Linked DNA regions of Sus scrofa: all the other regions are linked to region 3. The links are chromatin contacts, called in public Hi-C and HiChIP or PLAC-seq maps. All regions are on one chromosome and are shown on one strand. Each heading gives the region's core, a stretch centred on a gene start, on an enhancer-like site or on the middle of the called end of the contact. The rest is flanking DNA. Distances are from core to core; before and after follow the strand shown.

Region 1 (3,842 bases), core at 652-3,151, 89 kb after region 3:
TTATTGAGCGTTTGCTGCAATAGTGCTGTGTAACAAACTACCCCAACTCTCAGTAGCATTTATTTAGCTCATGAATTTGTGGTGAGCAGCTTCGGCTGGGCTTGGCTGGATGGTTTTCCTGGGCTCAGCTCTGCTTGCCCACAATTCAGCTTGTTGGCCGATCTAGCCTGGTCTTGGCTGAGATGGCTGGGAGGCTCGGTTTTGCTCCACATGGCTGTCATCTTCCAATAGGCTAGCCCGGGCTTGTTCTCATGGAGGCTGAAGAACAGGTAGAAATGTGCCAGGCCCTTCAATTAAATCACAGGCTGGGAGTTCCTCTCATGGCTCAGCGGAAACAAATCTGACTGGCATCCATGAGGACGCAGCTTTGATCCCTGGTCTCGCTCAGTGGGTTAAGGATCTGCGTTGCCCTGAGCTGTGGTGTCCGTCACAGACAGCTCAGATCTGATGTGGCTAAGGCTGTGGCTGTGGTGTAGGCCGGCAGCTATAGCTCCGATTTGACCCCTAGCCTGGGAACCTCCATATGCCTCAAGTGCGGCCCTAAAAAAGACAGAAACAAACAAACAAACAAAACCCAAAAAACATAGACTGGAGATGGGCTCTCTGTCACTTCCATCTGACTGTGTTGGTCAAAGCAAGCCACACACCCGCATGGGAGGCATAAAACTACGAAGTTGCATGGTGAAAAGTGTGGCTACTGGGAGGGGTGTACTATTGGGGCCAACAGTACAATCTACCATAGCTCCCATGAGCTCAAAGATTTTGGGCCCTGCTCCCCGGCAGGAGAGGTCAGAGGCTATTAGGGAGAGGACCCCAGGGAGCTGCCCGCTTCCTGCTTCTTTGAAGGAAACTCTCAGGCTCAGGGTTTGTGTGGGGGAGGGGAACAGAGTAGTAGAGGGTGACTGGGGAAGGGGGGAGAAGCTGTTGAGTCTGCATTTCTTGTTTGGGTGTGACTGTCTAGAGGAAGCTGGCAGGAAGCTAGGATGGCCTCGCATTTGCTGACTGAGGAGTAAACGCCTCGGTATTATTTGATCATAGTCACTGCATTATCTGATTTGAGGTTTTCAATCTAAGTGAATTAATTTAGGTCTGTCTATTTACCTATCAATCAATTATACATTGATTTACCTATTCTGAATTCTTGCCTTTGGCTCAGCTAAGCCTTGGTTTGTATTTTTATATATATATAAATATATTTATATATAAATATATATATATACACTTTTTTTTTTTTTGCTTTTTAGGGCCGCACCCTCGGCATATGAAGATTCCCAGGCTAGGGGTCAAACTGAAGCTGCAGCTGCCAGCCTCCGCCACAGCCACAGCAATGCTAGGATTCAAGCCTCGTTTGCGACCCACACCACAGCTTACAGCAACGCCAGGTCCCCAACCTACTGAGCAAGGCCAGGGATCTAACCTGTGTCCTCATGGTTCCTAGTCGGATTCGTTTTGCTGTACCGCAACGGGAACTCCAGCTTTGGTTTGTAAATAAAGGTGCAGATGAGGTTTTCATGTGTCCTAAGATCTTTTGAGTTCCTTTGAAAATCTTTCGTCCTTGTGCTTGTGTTAAGCTTTGTAAGCCTCACAAACCCGAATTCCATCCTGCATACCCTGCAGAAGCCACTGAATCGTCACAACAGCCAAACTATGATTATCTCTGTTTCACAAGGGAGGGAATTTTAGTGGTTTCTGCAAGCCAGTTTCCCAGAACTTTTGCTGCTTATAAAAATTACTGGACCCAGATAATTCTAGAACTTCCTTGGGTTAAAAAAAAAAAGTGAAGCTGGTTGGGTTGTCACCAGCAGATTAGAGACAGCTGCTCTGGCACAGGCCTGAGGCAAGGATGCAGGCACACACCCACCTCTTCAGCAGAGGGGCTGGTCTGTCTGTAGTTGTCATTCTTACAGTAACTGTGGGTGTGGGTTTTTCCTGGTTCCTAGTCTGGAATAGCCTCCCTATCCTCAGGGCTCAGAGGCTTTGAGAAGCTCAAACCTGTAATAACAGTGATACTTTTACAGCTAATCTGGCAAGACTAAGCCCAGTCTCCCACATTTGCAAGGTCTAGTGTCCCTCATGGTGCATTTGGAGTGTTAATTAATTTCATTGTGTTTTCCCAGTCAGAACTCAAGTTTTTTCGTCCTTGATCTCAGAGCAGAGGGAGAGACATGTACATCCCGGCCACTCAGAGATATTGTGGCCCAGAGCAAAGAACCTGGGTTACATGTTGGGCTTTTGCAACACAGAAGATGCTCCTAGCTCTCCCCATGCCTATCGCTGCATCCCTAAGGGCTTCAGTACAGATCATCAGACCAGGAACAAAGGTCCTATCGCCCAGCTTAGAGCTGGAAGGACATTATCAGCCTCCCACCCTGGCACCTTCAACCCACCAACCTCCTGGGAAGGCTGCCCACGTGTAGGGACAGTCCAAGGATTAGAAAGTACTTCCACACAGGACCTTGAGGCAGCTGGCCTCTTGCAGCTTGAGGGCTCCCCATTTCCCAGGCTACACCCCACTCCTGGCTTTCCTTGTCTCCTACTTGGCTTTTTTTTTTTTTTTTTTTGTCTTTTTAGGGCCACACCCTGGCATATAGAGGTTCCCAGGCTTGGGGGTCTAATCAGAGCTACAGCTGCCGGCCTACGCTAGAGCCACAGCCGTGCAGGATCCGAGCCGTGTCTGCGACCTACACCACAGCTCATGGCAACGCTGGATCCTTAACCCACTGAGTGAGGTCAGGGATTGAACCCACAACCTCATGGTTCCTAGTTGGATTCGTTAACCACTGAGCTACAACGGGAACTCCCCCTTGTCTTCTACTTAGAAGTGTAGCCAGACTGCTGGGGTTCAAATCCTTGCTCTGCCCTAGTAAGCATTCTTTGACATTTTATTTTATTATTTTTAAAATTATAGTTGCTTTACAATGTTGTATTGGAGAAACCATTTTAGATAGTCATTCCCCAAACCCAATTATTCCTATAGAGTTTATCTAAAGGCTTTTGTCTCATTTGCCTTTACCTAAAGCTTCATCATATCAAGTTTTCCCCTTGCTGACAAATGTTTGCAACAGATGAAAGGTCTTATTTGATCTCTAATAAACCTAGGTACAACAGAAGTTTTGTACTTAACATTTGATGACTCTAAAGGCATGTCTAATTAATCAAAGCTAACTTCAGTACTGAATATTTCCCAGATCACATGAGCCTGAAATTCATTATGGCCAATTTTCTAAATATTTAGATTTTAATTTGTAAGTGCTTTTAAATCAATTAAATAGAGCTCACTTACACATTACATAAAGACAGAACCACAAATCTCACAGTTTTTGTAAGAATACCCTAGAGGACTATAAGATAGAACAGAGCTCTGGTCACCTCTGCCAAGGCCAGCACAGACGGAGTGGCGAGAATTCCCAGCCTTTCCATTCCTGTGACAGTTCTAGCTGAAGGATAGTGTGGTGATTTAGGCTACCACTACCATTCAAAGGCCACCTTTCCTCATTTTCAAGAATGTACATGGATCAGACAAAATTGCAATAAAATTTCATTTTCTTCTCCATCATAGGTTCACAGCAATAGGTTGGCCAGTCCACCAGAATTTTCCTTAGGAAGCTATCCAGTGGATTGAAGAAGCACTTCCCAAGTTAATTGAAAGAACACTCATGGAGTTCCCGTTGTGGCTCCTTGAGGATTCAGGTTCAATTCTTGGCCTCGCTCAGTGGGTTAAAGATCTGGCATTCCATTTTATTTTATTTTTACTCTAAAAAAATTGAGTTCTCGTCTTGGCGAAGCAGAAACAAATCCAACTAGGAACCATGAGGTTGCGGTTTCGATCCCTGGCCTTGCTC
Region 2 (3,982 bases), core at 736-3,235, 110 kb before region 3:
GGGGGTTAAGGATCTGGCATTGTTCTGAGCCGCGGCATAGGTTGCAGGCGAGGCTTGGATCCTGCGTGGCTGTGGCTGTGGCGTAGGCTGGCAGCTGTAGCTCTGATTAGATCCCTAGCCTGGGAACCTCCATGTGCCTTGGGTGCAGCCCTAAAAAGCAAAAAAAAGAAAAGAAAAGAGGATTTTTTTTTCAGGATTTTTCTTACCTTGTCTTAAAATGATTACCTTAAGACTTTGGTGAATTAGTAAGAATAACAATAGTATAATCATTTTCACAGTGGCAGGGGTGACTAGGGCTTACTCACAGCCTACAGCTGTGTCCCTCCCAATTCTGTTCCCGTCACGCTGGCCTTTCTGCTGTTCCTTAGGTCGCCTCAGGTCCCCTCCCACCTCTAGACCTTTGTATTTACTGGCTGTTTCCCTTCCCTGGAACTCTTCCTGGACCATCTGCCCATCTTCTCGCACTACATTCAGCCTCTGCTCAAAGGCCACCTCCTCAGGAAAGCCCTCCTGGATCACCTGGCCTAAAACCAACCTCGCCTCACTTGTATCCTTGAACCTCCTTTGTTTTTCTGCATTTTACTTATCACTGCCTCATGGTGACAGATTAGATAGCATATATTCACTCCCTACTGTTTCAAGGGCAGGGACTTGGTTTCCTGCCATGTCCCCAGCTCCTGGACCGTTGCCTGGCACAAAGTAGATCCTCGGTAAATGTAAAGAAATTTTTTGAGTCCTCCATGTGGGCCAGTGACTGCTTCAGGCATTTAACTGCATTACATTGCTCTGACTGGTCAGAAGCATCCTGGGAAGGAGAAATGACTTTATCTTTTGCACTCTTCCTTTTTAAAAAACTTATTGTAGGAGTTCAGTGGTAATGAACCCAACTAGGATCCATGAGGACAGGGGTTCGATCCCTGGCCTTGCTCAGTGGGTTAAGGATCTGGCGGGCCGTGAGCTGTGGTGTAGGCTGACAGCTGCAGCTCCAATTTGACCCTTAGCCTGGGAACTTCCATATGCCACGGGTGCGGCCCTAACAAGACAAAGAAAAGTGTTTTAACAAAACATTTATTATGAACTCTTACCAGTTACTACAAACTTTTACACAGAGGAGACAGAATGGCATGTAAGTTAGCTTGATATAATTGATAGATTTTTTTTTTTTTTTTTTTTTTTGCTAGTTCTTGGGCCACTCTTGTCGCATATGGAGGTTCCCATGCTAGGGGTTGAATTGGAGCTGCAGCCACCGGCCTACGCCAGAGCCACAGCAAAGCTGGATCCGAGCCGCGTCTGCAACCTACACCATAGCTCACGGCACCGCCGGATTGTTAACTCACTGAGCAAGGGCAGGGACCGAACCCGCAACCTCATGGTTCCTAGTCAGATTTGTTAACCACTGTGCCACGACGGGAACTCCTCGATAGATATTTTTGCTATTTTACCTTTCCCTTTTCCCAAGGTATTTCAAGGTAAATGCAGACACCACTGTCTTTCAACTTCTAACACAACTTATCACAGTGGCAGGGGATGACATGGCTTACTCAGTGAGCATCTGTAAAATATAAGAATAATTTTCCCACATAACCACAAAGCCACTGTCATAACTTTTTGGCTTTTCTACTTTTTTGGCTAAAGTGTTTTAAGGTAAATTGGAGATGTTATTTCATCCCCAAATACTTCAGCGTACGGCTCTAAATGATAAAGACATTTCTCACATAACCACGATACCGTTATCCTTCCCAACAAGACTAAGGAAAGCCTTGTATTATCTAATAATCAGCTGCAGATTTGCTATCGCAAAAAAAAGTTTTAATCCGAGGTGTGAGGTCCTTTGCCCAAAGTCCCATGGCAGGAAGAGAACTGGAATTTGCACCCAGGCAGTGTGGGGACAACTGTGACTACGGCCAGCATGAGTCAGAGTAGAGCCAGCCCCCCACCCCGGGCTGGCCGCGCCCTGGTAAGGGAAATTTTTGAGGAAGAGGGGGGTGCCCCACGCATCTGGAGCTGACTCCTTCTTTCGCAAAACGTTGGGAGGAGCCCCCGGAGCCACAAAACCGTCTCCTTCCTGGGGCCAGACTGAGAAGTGCAGGGAGACGGCAAACAGGAGCCGCTGCCGGACATGGGCTGCCCCTTGCTGCTGCTGCTCTTGGTTCAGATCTGCGTTCCAGGTAGGGGCTGGGTGCCTGAACCCCTGCTCCGGGGACCAGGACCGATGGCGGGGGAGGGAGAGGGAGGGGAGGGGAGGGGAAAAGAGCTCAAAGTCTGATGAGTTGGAAGAGGAGGTCTTAGCATCCAGCTTCCCCCCCACCCCGACCCCACTCTCATGCTCAAATAATTCTGCTATCTGCAGCCCCACACGGCACAGTACCTGGCAACCAGTAGATGCTCAGGAAATATTAGTTGAATAAAGGCACTTGACTTCTGCCACCATTTGGCGAGTGCGTTCTTGATTCCAGGCACTCTTCTAAACTCCTTCCTTGCAATTTCCAACTGGGCGGGCAGTAACTATTTTAACTCCGTTTCACAAAGAAGAAAATAGGCACAGAGAGGTTAAGAAACTGGCCTGAGGTCACACAGCACTCCATGAATAAGTGGGATTCTGACCCCGTAGGGGCGTCTCACAGCCCTCTCTTCTCCCCCCTCCACACACACACGCACACACACACGCACACACACTTGAAAGAGAGAGGACAGCGCCTCATTTTACAAAAGGTCTAAAGAGAGGCTGAGCGTCGCAGAGCCAGGGTTCGGGGACCCAGAACTTGTCCTTCGAGGAGCCTTTACTGTTTTCAAGCCGACAAGACCCTCTCAACTCCTTTCCCCGGAAAATGTAAAAAGTGTTGAAAAACGAAAGGAAATTGGGAAGGAACTGTCAGGGCGGGGCGGGAGTAGGGGTGGGGGTTGGGAAGTGGTTTAGTAATGAATACCTCGGAAAGCCTTCCGGACCGCGGGAGGCCTAGAATGAGTAATGACTCGGGGCAACTCGGAATTTGGAATGGGGAAGGGACCGCAGTGGGGGTCCGGGGAAGGGATAGGCCTTGGGGGCGGGGGCTAGTGGGGCGGGGGTTATGCTGTGGGGGCGGAGATGGTGGGCGGGGTTAGAAAGTCGGGGCGGAGCTAGTGGGCGTCGTTGGGACGTCGGTGGGCGGGGCTAACATCTCCGGAGCAGCTAGTGGGCGGGAGGAACTCTTCCCCCCTTGGCTCTGTCAGTTGCGGTTAAACTCTCCACAGGTCTGATAGGCGAAGTTAAAAGTTTTCTTGGATTGCTGGATGGGGAGAGAACGCTGAAGAGAGGCCCCGGAGGGGAGGAGAATTTGTGTGTGTGGGCGTCGTGGGGGGGCACCGGGAGCCGGGGTAGAAAGTAAAAATCCGGAGTTCCCATCGTGGCGCAGTGGTTAACGAATCCGACCAGGAACCATGGGGTTGCGGGTTCGATCCCTGCCCTTGCTCAGTGGGTCGAGGTTCCGGCGTTGCCGTGAGCTGTGGTGTAGGTCGCAGACGCGGCTCGGATCCCGCGTTGCTGTGGCTCTGGCGTAGGCTGGCAGCTACAGCTCCGATTCGACCCCCTAGCCGGGGAACCTCCATGTGCCGCAGGAGCGGCCCAAGAAATAGCAAAAAAATGACAAAAAAAAAAAAAAAAAAAAGAAAGAAAGTAAAAATCCGCTGGTGTCGGTGAGGGTAAACACCCCTAGAAGAGCTCTCGAGGCCAAACAGACCGAAGGCGGGCGGGGTGGAGGAAAGGACCTAAAAGGGAGCTGGGCTAGAACGTCCACACGCGCAGAGACATTGGGGTATCAGACTTTCAGGATGGGCCCGGCGCCGACAGAATTAAAGGGGAAATGAGCGAGAGCAGGGCCTTGGAAGGACCTGTAGTCGGGGAAAGGTCTTCAGGGTAGAGCGCGGGGTTAGGACGTTGGCCTAAAGATAGGCTCGAAGTACAGCTGGCTGGAACCCCGGGGCGGGCACGAGGCCTGGAGACTTG
Region 3 (3,667 bases), core at 746-3,245:
TCAAGTCCTGGCGGCCCCCTGCGCGGAGCTGGCGGGGCCTTCCTAGTGGGCGGAACCGGCCACGGAACCTCAGATGCGGCTGGCTGGAGCTATACAAACGGGACCCAAAGTCGGTTGCTCAGCAACTCTGTACTAGGGGAGGGGCCTACAAGCTCAGTAGGCGAGATTTCACAACGAACAGGTAGCTTTACCCAGCTCTAGGCTTAGTCTCAGTTCTCTGACGCCGGGTGAACTGCCCCTTTCTTGTCACTAAATTTCAATCCCGGCATGGAGTTGGAGCCGTGGAAGGTAGATGGGAGACCTGAAGGAAAACACAGACAGAGGGTGGCTCGTGCATTGCGATCCAGAGACCCCTAACGGACTTCTCCCTAGAGGTCCCAAACGTCTTGACCTCCACGAACCCCATGGGATCAGGGCATTCGGGCACCAATGCATCCTCGCAAGGCTCAGGCGCCAATGCAGCCCCTCTGGAACCTATGCATCAGGACCCCAATCGATCCCTCTTCGGGAGTTCTGGCGTTCAGCCCCCAATCCACTTCCCGAAGACCCAGGCGTCTGGGCCCAGACCCCTGCCCTTCTCACCTGCGGACGGCCCCTCCCCGGGGGCGGGGCTCCGGGCCCCTCCCTCGGCGGCCGCGGCCACTGCGGTGCTGCCTTCGGACTCCTAGGAGCTGCACCGCCCGGCGCGCGCCCTGCGACGAGAGGGCGGGGGAGGGAGCGCGCGCGAGCTGCTGGACCCAGCCTCATTTCCATCCCCTCCTCCCACGCCGAGCCGGTGAGGGCGTCAGTACGCATGCGCAGTCGCGGCCCGCGGAGGCTGCTGCAGGGGAGACGAAATGGAAGGAGTGGGTGGGTGCACAAGGCCAGCAAGTGGGTGAGCAAGCGCAGAGCTATCAGCCTAAGTACTGGAGGAAAGAGTACCGCCGCTTGCGGGGCCTACGGTGGCTGACTGGAGTCAATCACGTGCAGAAGCTAACACGGGGAAACCTCACTCAGAGATCACCGAGACAGCGCTCAGCATGTGTACTTTCCCTTCTTTTCGAGAATTCCTCTGAGTCCCGTCTCCCGAATCAGTTTCAAGGCCTTGGCAAGAAAAACCTAGCCATTTCTTCGAGAGAGAATGGGAGATGGACTCCCGACTCAAAGCGAGCGGAAGGTTAAAGTCACGTTATTAGCATAGCGCCTGGGACTCTTCGCCATTGGGTGATTCGGGATCTCCCACCTCAGTGCCACGGACCTAGGCGAGGAGGGCAGCAGTGTCCAGGGCCCTTGTTCCTGGCTGGAGGTCCTGGTGGCAAGCGCGGGGTGGCTTGCTTGGCACCCTTGCCCCCTGGGAAGTAACGGCGCACCTTCGCGCCCAGCACAGGAATGACAGCGAAGCTCCCATAAACCATCCCAGCATGGGTGGGTCTTCAGCCTGATAATGTACAGGGATAATGTACTGGCCAGTCCTGGGAGCGGTGGGAATTATATGAAAGGATAATTGGGGCTCTGGAGCCAGATTACTTGAGTAACTGGAATCAAGACTGGCACTTTCCAGCTGTGTAACCTGGGGCAAGTGACGTCATCTTTCTAAGCCTCAGTTTCCTTACTTATAAAATGAAGATTTGTTATGATTAAATTCAGTAATCAAGAGTTCCCCTTGTGGCTCAGCAATAATGAACCCGGCTAGAGTCCAGGAGGATGCGGGCCTCACACGGCGGGTCTAGGACACAGCATTGCCCTTAGCTGTGGTTTAGGTGGGCAGCTGCAGCTCCTATTCATCTCTTAGCCTGGGAACTTCCCTATGCCGCGGGTGTAGCCCATTAAAAGAAAAAAAAAACAATAAAATTTAAAAACGAAAAATAAACTTTAATGAGATAATCTGTTGTTCTGGGACTCACCCAACAGCCCCTCAAGGCACGAATGACCCTGGGGAGTTGCCATCGTGGCGCAGCGGAAACATCCGACTAGTATACATGAGGATGCCTTTGATCCCTGGCCCTGCTCAGTGGGTAAGCGATCCAGAGTTGCCATGAGTTGTGGTGTAGGTCACAGACGCGGCTCTGATCCCCTGTTTCTGTGGCTGTGAATACGGCCGGCAGCTGTAGCTCCGATTGGACCCCTGGGAACTTCCATATGCCTCGGGTGCGACCCTAAAGAGAAAAAAAAAAGACACTAATGACACCAAAACATACATTTTTTTTTCTTCCCACCGCTTGCTGGGAAGTGTACTGGGGTCTCTTGTTGGGTTTCCCTTCTCTAGGGAGAGAAGTTTGTGCTTCTCTCAGTGTGTCTCCCTCGCCCCGTCCCCCCTTTTTTTGTCCTTTTAGGGCCGCTCTCTCGGTTGATGGAAGCTCTCAGGCTAGGGGTCCAAACCGAGATGTAGCTGCCAGCCTACAGAGCGAGGCCAGGGATCGAACCCGCGTCCTCCATTCTCCTGGGTACTAGTCGGATTTGGTGTCTCCCTGTTCTTTGTTTTCCTAGATCTCACGGTTTTCTATCTATCTCCCCCAGCCCTTTTCCGTCCGTCCGCGTCCTCACCCCCAGGACCTCCCGGCCCCTTTAAGGCGGGCCCCGCCCCGTCCGCCCCGCCCCTCCGGGGTCATCCCTGGGTGCACCCGGCTTCCGCGGGCGTTCAGACTCAGCTCTGTCTCCACCCAGCCGCGGGCGCGATGGCCGCTCTGAGGGTCGCTGGGCGGCAGCTCAGCCAACACCGTGGGTCTGGAGCCCCCATCCTCCTACGGCAGGTTGGTGATGGCTGGACTCGGGAGCGGCGCAGGGGCGGAACTCCAGGGTCTTTAAAATCAAGAGAGATACCAGGGCTCCGAAGCTTGGATCTTTGCGGAAAGGGGCGTAGGGCTAGACTCCGGCGTCCTTTAAAGGGGAGAGTTCTAGGACCCCCTGGGCTTGGGGCCGGACTTTTGCGTCCGTTCCAGAAGAGGGTGATGGGGGCCCAGATTTGGGGATGGATGGAAGTTGGGACTCATTGGTTCAGACGGAGTAAAGTTTGGAGGTCCCAGACTCCTGACTCTGAGAAGGAGGGAGAAGGGGCTGGAGTTTCTGCTTCTGGATCTTAGGAGGAGAATCAAGTTGAAGCCTGGACTCGGGGTTGGTCCGCAGTGAGTGGGAGTCTGGTTCTGTGCCTTAACCTGCCCCCCTCCCCTTTCCCAGCTGTTTGAGCCCAAGAGCTGCACCTATACTTACCTCCTGGGTGACAGAGAGTCCGAGAGGCCATTCTGATAGACCCGGTTCTGGAGACGGCGCATCGGGATGCCCAGTTGGTCAAGGAGCTGGGACTGCGGCTCCTGTATGCTGGTCAGTTTGGGGTCCGTACTTCTGGGCCTGAGGAGGCGGGGCGGTAGAGTGAAGAGGGAAGCTGGGGGCCGGGGTCGAACTGCAGGGTATGAGGGAAGAGGGGGCCGGGGGTTGGAAATCCTGCGTGCCCTCCAGAACCTGGCCCTCCTCTCTCTCCTAGTGAACACCCACTGCCATGCGGACCACATTACGGGCTCCGGGCTGCTCCGGTCCCTCCTTCCCGGCTGCCAGTCTGTCATCTCCCGCCTTAGTGGGGCCCAGGCTGATTTGCACATTGAGGATGGAGACTCCATCCGCTTCGGGCGCTTCGTGAGTTAGCTGCTGGTCCTCGAGAGGGTGCTGGCTTGGACTTCTTGGACCAAAGGGAAGA

What was found. A called contact is a pair of places that touch in the nucleus more often than the background predicts. HiChIP or PLAC-seq counts read pairs in DNA pulled down with a chosen protein or histone mark.
Region 1: a Hi-C map of retroperitoneal adipose tissue shows a contact between it and region 3, with 1.8 times the contacts expected there. The contact joins the enhancer-like site here to the promoter of ZNF575 in region 3. A contact is called at or near these places in 2 of 5 promoter capture datasets (fetal liver and fetal skeletal muscle), 17 of 47 Hi-C or Micro-C datasets (blood, embryonic fibroblasts, fetal heart ventricle and 8 more) and 2 of 2 datasets of contacts at active chromatin or transcription factors (alveolar macrophages and skeletal muscle).
Region 2: an H3K27ac HiChIP or PLAC-seq map of alveolar macrophages shows a contact between it and region 3. The contact joins the promoter of PLAUR here to the promoter of ZNF575 in region 3. A contact is called at or near these places in 2 of 47 Hi-C or Micro-C datasets (liver and skeletal muscle) and 1 of 2 datasets of contacts at active chromatin or transcription factors (alveolar macrophages).

What each region holds. Positions count from the first base shown.
Region 1 is chr6:50,304,035-50,307,876 of Sscrofa11.1, reverse strand. The region is part of intron 1 of LOC106507598 (a long non-coding RNA gene); the gene reads left to right. Among named protein-coding and RNA genes, the nearest start is that of BSP1, 27 kb to the right of the region's middle. Within about 2 kb of position 1,901, at least 9 of the 83 cell types and tissues checked have an H3K27ac peak or open chromatin away from gene starts, as enhancers often do. A contact at or near this core is called in retroperitoneal adipose tissue and subcutaneous adipose tissue, where this site is marked.
Region 2 is chr6:50,503,456-50,507,437 of Sscrofa11.1, reverse strand. It overlaps PLAUR (urokinase plasminogen activator surface receptor), which reads left to right and starts at 1,985. Exons shown (of 7, transcript XM_003127198.5): 1 at 1,985-2,168. The coding sequence starts at 2,120. It overlaps LOC106507601, which reads right to left and starts at 3,044. Exons shown (of 7, transcript XM_021094484.1): 1 at 2,369-3,044.
Region 3 is chr6:50,393,370-50,397,036 of Sscrofa11.1, reverse strand. ZNF575 (zinc finger protein 575) reads right to left here and starts at 1,995. Exons shown (of 4, transcript XM_005655914.3): 1 at 1,884-1,995; 2 at 583-820. The coding sequence starts at 795. It overlaps ETHE1 (persulfide dioxygenase ETHE1, mitochondrial), which reads left to right and starts at 1,268. Exons shown (of 9, transcript XM_005655917.3): 1 at 1,268-1,404; 2 at 2,497-2,729; 3 at 3,154-3,202; 4 at 3,205-3,297; 5 at 3,458-3,606. The coding sequence starts at 1,401.